Regions from separate parts of the Mus musculus genome. Here region 2 is linked to region 1. Evidence: chromatin contacts called from public promoter capture Hi-C data. All regions are on one chromosome and are shown on one strand. The core of a region is the stretch at or near the end of the contact, and the rest is flanking DNA. Distances in the headings are between cores, read along the strand shown. Region 1 has its middle 11 kb from the start of Gm32945. Region 2 holds the start of Myo7a (myosin VIIA).

Evidence for each region. Promoter capture Hi-C pulls out the DNA fragments that hold promoters and counts their contacts.
Region 2: a promoter capture Hi-C map of embryonic stem cells shows a contact between it and region 1, with 4 times the contacts expected there. The contact joins the promoter of Myo7a here to the enhancer-like site in region 1. A contact is called at or near these places in 18 of 39 promoter capture datasets (the 3T3-L1 cell line, 3T3-L1-derived adipocytes, the C10 cell line and 11 more), 1 of 15 datasets of contacts at CTCF or cohesin (large pre-B cells), 26 of 484 Hi-C or Micro-C datasets (B cells, the Ba/F3 cell line, CD4 T cells and 15 more), 4 of 115 datasets of contacts at active chromatin or transcription factors (embryonic basal ganglia, embryonic stem cells and pancreatic cancer cells) and 2 of 9 other capture datasets (embryonic stem cells and liver).

Annotation. Positions count from the first base shown.
Region 1 is chr7:97,427,513-97,431,633 of GRCm38.p6, forward strand. No RefSeq gene overlaps it. Among named protein-coding and RNA genes, the nearest start is that of Gm32945, 11 kb to the left of the region's middle. Within about 2 kb of position 2,494, at least 54 of the 459 cell types and tissues checked have an H3K27ac peak or open chromatin away from gene starts, as enhancers often do. A contact at or near this core is called in B cells, the N1E-115 cell line, embryonic stem cells and 1 more, where this site is marked.
Region 2 is chr7:98,116,868-98,121,324 of GRCm38.p6, forward strand. It overlaps Myo7a (myosin VIIA), which reads right to left and starts at 2,626. Exons shown (of 49, transcript NM_008663.2): 1 at 2,409-2,626; 2 at 849-908. The coding sequence starts at 866.

The sequences.
Region 1 (4,121 bases), core at 1,244-3,743:
CTTACTGTAGCATGTCCTGCCAAAGACAAGTTTATAGGAGCCAGCTTTCCTGAGTACTGAACTCAGCCCAGTGGTCAGGGTTGAATCAACCCCTTTGTCCACTGAACTAACGTGCTGCCACAGATAAACTTATATTAAAACAATTGTCACACACCTGTGCGGTACCATGGTCTGGAGAGAAGGCTCAGTTGGTTAAGAGCACTGACTGCTCTTCCAGTGGTCCCGAGTTCAAATCCCAGCAACCACATGGTGGCTCACAACCATCTGTAATGGGATCTGATGCCCTCTTTTGATGTGTCTGAAGACAGCTGCAGTATACCCACATACATGAAATAAATAAATCTTAAAAAAAAAAAAAAACAGAACAGAACTGTGTGGTACCAGACTCTGAACATGAGACTGAACATGAGACTCTGAACTCAGAAACGGGATGCCCACACTCGGGGTACCCACAGGGTGGCATCCTAGCCCTAGTAACTTCACAACAGGATAAGGTCCTTGGAAAAGTGCATACTCTTTGCTTAGCCATAAAGAATGCTCCCTGCAAGGGTGTTACAGAGAAAGGGAAGGAGAAAGAAGGAAGAAATGAAATGTAGCCTCATATATTTAAGACAAATATATCCAACACAGAGCCATAGAGCTTTAGATTGGCACAGGGCTGGGCATGTGGCTCAGTGGAAGAACGCTTGCCTAGCGTGCATGAAAACCTGGATTCAGTCCCTGGCACCCAGAGGCATGTGTTAGCAATGCCAGGGCTTTGGAAGTGGAGGCAAGAGAGCCAGGAGCTCAGGGTCATCCTGTACTGCATAGTGAATTCAAGGCCAGCCCGAGCCATTTGAAACCTTATCTCAGAAACTAAGATAAAGATGGAGAGTGAATCTAGGAGGATATTGACATTAGACTCTGTCTTCTGTGCTCACACAAGTGCACAGTGGGCACATGCCACATACAGAAATATAAAAATATTTATTTTAAAACTGTGTGTGAATGTTTGTATGTATGCGTGTATAAATGTATATGTGTACATATATATGTACATGTGTGAGCATATATGTGTGTGGGTTATATGTATGTATATGTATATATGTGAGTATATATGTGTGTTTGTGTATGTATTTGTGTATGGTACATGTATGTAAGTTTATATGTGTGTGAGTATATATGTGTATAGTGTGAGTGTATATGTGTGTATGTGTGTGTAAATATACAGTGTATATATGTGTGTGAATGTGTGTGAGTGTATATGTGTATATGTATATGTGTATGAGTATATATATGTGTGTGTATATATGCATATTTGTCTATGTGTGTATATGTGTATATGTGTATGAGTGTATATGTGTGTATGTGTGTGTATGGGGGGAGGGTATGTACTTGTGAATGCAAGTGTTCTAGGAGTCCTCATCTCCCCTGGAACTGGAATTACAGGTTGTTGTGAGTCTCCGATCAGGGTGTTGGAAATCAGATCCACTGGAAGAGCAGGACTTGCTCTTAATCAATAATCTATTTTTCTAGCCCAAAATAAATATTTTTTAAAATGTAAATAAAAATAAAAATAAGGAGGTTAGGCATAGTAGTGCCTGCCTTTAATCCCAGCACTCAAGAGACAGAGGTAGATCTTTGTGAGTTCAAAGCCAGCCTGGTCTACAGAGTGAATTCCAGGACAGCCAGGGCTACACAGAGAAACCCTGTTTTAGCGGGGGTGGGGGTTGGAAGGTCGGGGGAGGGGAGAGTGCATTGCTCTCGCAGAAGATCAGAGTTCAGTTCCCATCACCAAGATCCAGGAGTTCACAACTGCCTCTAACCCTACCTGCTCAGGATCTTACACTTCTAGCCTCCTGGAGCACCCAAAGACACCCATGGACACACGCACTCAATTAAAAACAATCAAAATTAAAATGTTGATACATTTGGTAGGTGTGAATCCTCGGTTTCCATTCACAGTGCTTGGGGGAAAGGATACTGCAAACCAGGTATGGTGGCCCACACCTAGCAGCACAGCACTGGGAAGGCTGGGACAAAAACAAAGACAAAAAAGAGAAAGACCTTCCAGAGTGCAAGAAAAGCCCTATGATACCAGACAAGGACATAAATGTGCATGTGTGTGTGTGTGTGTGTGTGTGTGTGTGTGTGTGTGTGTGTGTGTGTGTGTGTGTGTGTACATGAACATTTAAAACAGTACAATTCAAATTTTCTGAGTGAATAAACATGTGACAGGGTGTGGTGCCAGTCTCAATTCCCCATGCTATTTAGAGTCACCTTGAATTTCGGTTCCACCCTTGGTAAACGGTTTTAACCATCTAAAATCCAGATTGCTCCCTCCCTACTAGCCTCCCCAACCCCCCACCGCCAAGCTTTCTTTGTGAAGTAAATTTTCTCAAAGTCTCAAAGTCTCTGGCAGGAGGCCAATTCCTGGTCTCTGCTCTCAGTGTGGAAGCCTAGTAATTGAATTCACCAGAAACCTGCCTGTCGCCATAGCAGCAGGGGTCATCAGCTGTAAGCTAGGTCAGGCTTCTGCCACGGGGCACCCTGGGTTGCCAACTCTGTGAAAACAGACAGCTTAAAATGTTTAAGGAAGCAAGCAATAGCTCTTCCCAGCTATGATGCCTGGGAATTAAAGCAATGAGCACAGCACCCGCAAGGTCGCTATAGTGGCACCTATACTTTAACAGGGGCTGAGAGTTCTCTAGTTGGACTTAAAGCCCATACAACATGAGGGAAATCATGTCTGCTCCTTAGTCAACTGCCCCAGACTAGTGAATCATGGCTCTTGGAGAACCTATACCTACCTTCTTACAAAATCAGCGTAATTCCTAACTACATTCTACATATTTATCCTATACCCACAGAAAGCATAGGTCTCATCCTCATCAAAGAAGTGTCTCCTTACAACAGACGGAGACCGTTACAAAAGCCCACAGATGATCTAACACAGAGAACACTCGGCAGTGTTGTTGAACCCAACAGATGCAACAACCCCTGCCCTGAGAACTCAGAACAGAGGAGAGGGTGAGAAGAATGTGGGAGACAGAGAGCCAGGAAGTTGGCTGTGAACATTTTCCCACTGACTGATCTTCCAAAGGTTCTGAGTTCAAATCCCACCAACCACATGGAGATCTGACACCCTCTTCTGGTGTGTCTGAAGACAGCTACAGTGTACTTACATATAACAATAAATACATCTTTAAAAAAAAGAATATTTGCCTCCTAGAAATGTCAGAGAGGCAACACCCGTGAAGTTTCATTGTCATGACTACCTAACCAGACCTGAACGAGGACACCAACACCAATTACAGACTGGCTAACATGGAAGAGGGGCCTCTCATGGAGCCTCAGTCCCAGAAAAGGAATTACAGCTAACAGCAGAATTAGTTTTCTCCAGGAAAGAGCCTCCATATTGGGTACCCAAAGACAAGAGGGCCTCCCTGAAAGCATACATATATTATATATATGTAATATATGTGTACATATATGTATGTAGCTTTTTATTTCTATATTTAGGAATATATATATATACATATATTCTTATATGTACATATATACTCATGTATATGTATATATAGTGTATATGTATGTCATAACAATTAAAGCAATAGAGGTCATGAATTTGAGAAGAAAAGCAAAAGGAGTTTGTGGGAAGATTTGGGGAGAGAAGGAAAGGAGGAAGAAGATGTAATTCTTGTGATTTCAGAAATATTTTTTTAAAAATTGTAAAACAACAACAACAAAAAAGGGTACTCCTGGAGTAGAGGCACACACCTTTGATCCTAACACTCAAGAGGTAGAGGCGGGAAGATCTCTGTGTGTTTAAGGCCAGCCTGATTTACATGTCAGAGCTACATAGTGAGACTTTGTCTCTCTCTCTCTCTCTCTCTCTCTCTCTCTCTCTCTATATATATATATATATATATATAATTATATAATTATATAATTATTTTTATGTTTATGAATGTTTTATCTGTCTGTCTGTCTGTCTGAGTGCCACATCCATGCTGGGTGCCATGGAGACCACAAAAGGTCATCAGAATCCCTAAATTTGGAGTTATGGACAGTTGTAAGTGAAATGACCAAGGTCATTTACAGACAGCGAAATGTATGCCATCTTGTTCTGAGGTGCAATG
Region 2 (4,457 bases), core at 1,376-3,875, 690 kb after region 1:
TGGGGAACACCCCTGAGGCCTGTGGGGACCCTGGATCCTCCTTCTGGGGGGTGTCTGTGTGAATCACCACCCATCAGCCCCTTTTAGCCTGGCTTTGGCTTTCTCTGATGGGCCATCAAGCAAGCTTTCAGTCCCTGAATTTTTTCCTGATCTAGAGCTATAGCCTGCCTTTAACACATGGGCCCTGTGCAGCCTTGGGGTTTCCAGCCAGGCTGCTCCGTTGGCCTCTCATAGCCTGAGACAACAGGAAACTCGTGGCTGAGCCCCAGTAGCACCCGGCTTCTCAGCCCAAAGGCTCTGTGCCCGGCCCATCTGGCGCACTGCCTACATTCCTGGCTCCCACATTGGAGACCAAGAAGTTCATGAGTCTCAGGCTGATCACGGGGAAGGGCTGAGGGTCAGAGACCAGAATGGCTCTGGGGAGTAGGGGGCCTGGAAGGCTCAGCTGATGGGCAGCACCTGTGCCTCTTCCCTGGGGAGCTCCAGCTTGGGCCCTGTCACCCTGACTCACTTCTGCCCAGGTCCCCCCTAAGCAAACTTGCTAACTGCTTCCCCAAAGACCTTCTACACTGGGGCCGTTGCATGTGCTTCCTCTGTCTGGAATGTCTGGGACTGGGGGATGAATCATCACTCCTGCCCAGAGACACGTGTCAGCAACCAAAGAAGCCGTGGTGGCAGAGGTGGGAATTCTCACGGCTGGGTTCTGAAGACTAAGTAGGAGTTTGCCAAGAGGAAGAACTGGAATCCGTTTCCAATGGCTAAGCACATAGAGAGGAGGACATGCAGGGTGGGATGTGAGGTACCCAGCATGGCCCTCTGCAGCTCTGAGAGAGAGGAGACGCACTCACCTTCTGCAGAATAACCATGCTTCTACGTCAGCACACCTGCCGGAGTGACCAGACACAGCTCTGTGGGAAGAGACCATGGCACGCCCTGAGCCCAGGCAGCTTGGATCTGCAGGGCCACCTAGACTCCTCCCCAACCCCACCCCTACCCCTCCTCCCTCACGGAAATCTTTCTTGGTTTCCATCCTTCTGATTAAAGCTCAGTCTATGTGACCAGAGCCTCAGTTACCGTCACCACCTCCACTGCCCAAAGCTGCCCTCGTCATCCCAAAGGGCTTTGAAAGGAGTGTAGTCAGCCCTGTACCAGACATCAGCGTGAGGGGTGGGCTGTGCTGGGACAGGGACTAATGTCCTGAGGCTGCCCAAAGTTCAGAGAAGGACTATCTCTTACCCAAGGTCACACAGCAGGGCAGGGAAGACTTGGCACTAAGTAAGATTTGGACTCTGCTCCTGGTTCAGGACTGCTTTAGGAGTTTTAGGACACATGGCAGAATGATCTAACACCTGTTCGTGGCCCTCATCTCTTACCTCATCCAGCACAGAGCTGGACCCAGGAATAGGCTCGAGATGGATTTGCTGCCTCGAGTGTGGTCACCAGAAGCAGCCCCAGCCCATAGGTCTTGGTGTGAGGCCCCTCCATCCCTGCCTGGCCTGCCCCTCGAGTGAGCATTAAGTTTTCACAAGGGTCCATTCAGAGGCACTGGGACATCTGATCCTCTGCCCACGACACTGCCTGACACCTGAGCCCTGACCCCACGCCCTGGGTCTCTATGGGCATATGGTCCTTCGGGAGACCTACACCACGCTGGGGTCCTGGCAGGGGGATAATCCCAAAGGCAGCAGCAGTAGTTATGAGAGCTGGCGTCTGAAGAGGCTGCCTGGCCCCTGCCTCACTCATGCTGGTACAAGGCTGCAGGACAGACTGGGACTGTAGACTTGGAGGGTAGAGCTGAAGACCCATGGAAAAGCTCAGGTCTCTTCTACCCCATGCATGAGGCTCTACCTCTCCATCCCAGACTAGACTAGTGTGTAAGACTGTTGCTTTTCAAATTGAGAACAAAGAACCATAGTTTTTTGTTTTGTTTTGTTTTTTTCCCTAGACCCACAACTGATTTTACCTTGACCCCTGGGCAACCCCAGATGGTAACCTTCATGTTCTTGGGTCACGGATAGAGAATGTAAGGCACACAAAGAAGAAACAACGTGTGCAAGGAGAGATAGATTATCAGGGAGATGACCAAAAGACCAAGCAGAGAGAGGCATCCACACTTGCCCCCCCAGCCTCCACTCCCATCTTTCACCCCTGCCTCTGGATACCCCTGACCCAGCTCCAACCCGGAAACAACTCCACAGGCCCTGTGCTCTTCAGCTATTCCCTCATCTAGGGCATAAGCCTCCATGTGCACGGCTCGGGGCATTTTCTTTCCATGCCTATGGTGGCAAGGCCCCTGTAGGTTCAGGGGAGTCCAGTCCCAGGAACCTAAGGGCAGAGGCTCCAGAGGAGGCCCCAGCCTGTAACTCCTCCCCAGTCCAAAAGTTCCAGCCAGGGCAGCCCATCCTTACCTGGGTTTTATCCACACCCTCCGAGTCACCACCTCCCAGCCAGGAGCCAGGGGTCACAGGTCAGGAGGACTCTGGAAGCTGAGGCTGGAGCCTGCAAATTTTCAGCTCCAGCTTGAGCCTTGATCTGCTGCTGCTGTGGGCTTCCCTTGGGCTACTCTGTTTCTTGTCTCCCTGGGTCACTCTTTCTTTCTGTTCAGGGCAGCTGTCCAGCCTGCACTGCCACCCGCCCTCTCCCTCCAAAGCCTTCTCCCAGGAGGCGGAGCCCTGGGGGCCTCGAAGGTCTGGATGTGGTGACATCAGCATGAGGGGCGGGCTGTGCTGGGGCTGCTGACTAACGTCTAGAGGTTGCCCAAGGTGCTGTGTAAAGCTAACCAGCAGGGATGCAAGGCATAGAAGCTCCAGGGGGCACTGCTGGCCAGTGGGAACCTCGGGCCTGGGGCCAACCATCAGGACCTCAGGGTCTCTTGTCACATGTGTTACTACCTGCCATCTCTGCATGGTTAGGACACCTGATCACGTCCCATCTTCCTCATGATTTTGCTGGGTCTCAGTTCCCAGTAGCCTCCCCTGCTCACCCAGCTTCCCTCGTCAGGGCACTACTAGAGACCATATAAATGAGCAGGCTTGGCAATACCTGGAGCCTTGGCTGGACACAACATCCAAACCAGGACTCCCCAAGATGCACCCCACCCCCAGGCTCTACAACTGGCCCCCACAGCCTGTCCTAGGAGTCTTGAGTGTGCTGTTATCCAGACAGTTTGCAAAGCCACCTGAGTAGGAGCCACCTCACGCAGGACAGACTTACCCGGTGTGTGTGTGTGTGTGTGTGTGTGTGTGTGTGTGTGTGTGTGTGTGTGATTTAAATGTGTGATTTAAAAAAGGGAGTGGGTGGGAATGAACAGGACACAAATACTCATCATGGTAGATGAGGAAGGAGGCTGAAGGACTCCTCTTCCTCTTCCTCCTCCTCCTCCTCCTCCTCCTCCTCCTGAGACCTGGCCCCTTCTTCTGCCCACACTTGCCAGCTGGGACATCTACTCAGGAAAGCTGCTTTTCGGTGGGGGTGGGTGGGTTAAGGTGGGGAGGGGAATAGGGTGGGGTGGAATCTATAGTGGTATGGAGTGGGGAGAATCAATGGTGCAATGGTGCCACCTGCTGGGCACAGCCAACTGCTACAAGACTAAGGAAAAGCCGGTCAACTTCCTCATACCAGGGTGCCACAGTGAGACCAGGGTCCAAGGTTGACTTGCACCCAACGCAGCCTTCACCTACGAAACTGATACTTATGAGTCAGGTGAGTAGCATGAGCCTACACAGAGTGGGAGAGACACAGGTTGGAGCATCCAGAGCCCAATCGACAAGGCGGCAACTGGGGCAGGTGTGCTTCGTTGAGGCTGAGGTGCATGCTGGGAAGGCAGTGGGTGGGTGAGAAAGTGGTCTCAGAACCATAACGGAGACATTTCCTCAGCACCCAAACTCGGCTAAGCAGGTCACCCGATCGGAGAAACCTAGAAATCCATGCTTGTTTTCCCCAAAACAAACCACCTGAGATGGTGTGTGTCCTTACCACCTCATGCTCCACCGTACCTCTCCAGGTTCTGCCTGTTTTCTGCCCTATCCAGAAGGGGCACTGGTTTCTGGCACCTGAGCCTCTTAAGGGCACCACATCTGAACCACTGCAGAACTGGTCTTAGTTCATACAACCCTCGCCCCTTCAAATCCAATCTATCGTCGTATTCCATCATTTCGTTTTCCACAACCCGACCCAGCTTCTACCCGTGGCCCTGCCCATAAATTCCTAGCTCTAGCTACCGCACCTTCCCAGGATCTCTGCTCTGCCACCTCCGTCTGTGGCCTGCATGTAAGTCTCTCCTCTCCACTAGAACAGGGCACAGATCTTGAACTCAGAGACTAAGAGTCAGCTCCTAGGGACACTGCTTATCAAGGACACTACAGTACTTCGATCAGACATGATTTGTACATTTTCCCCAGTTGCTGGAAGGCTGCTGCAGAGCAGGAACTGTGTGCCCCCATGTCCCCAGGGCCTGA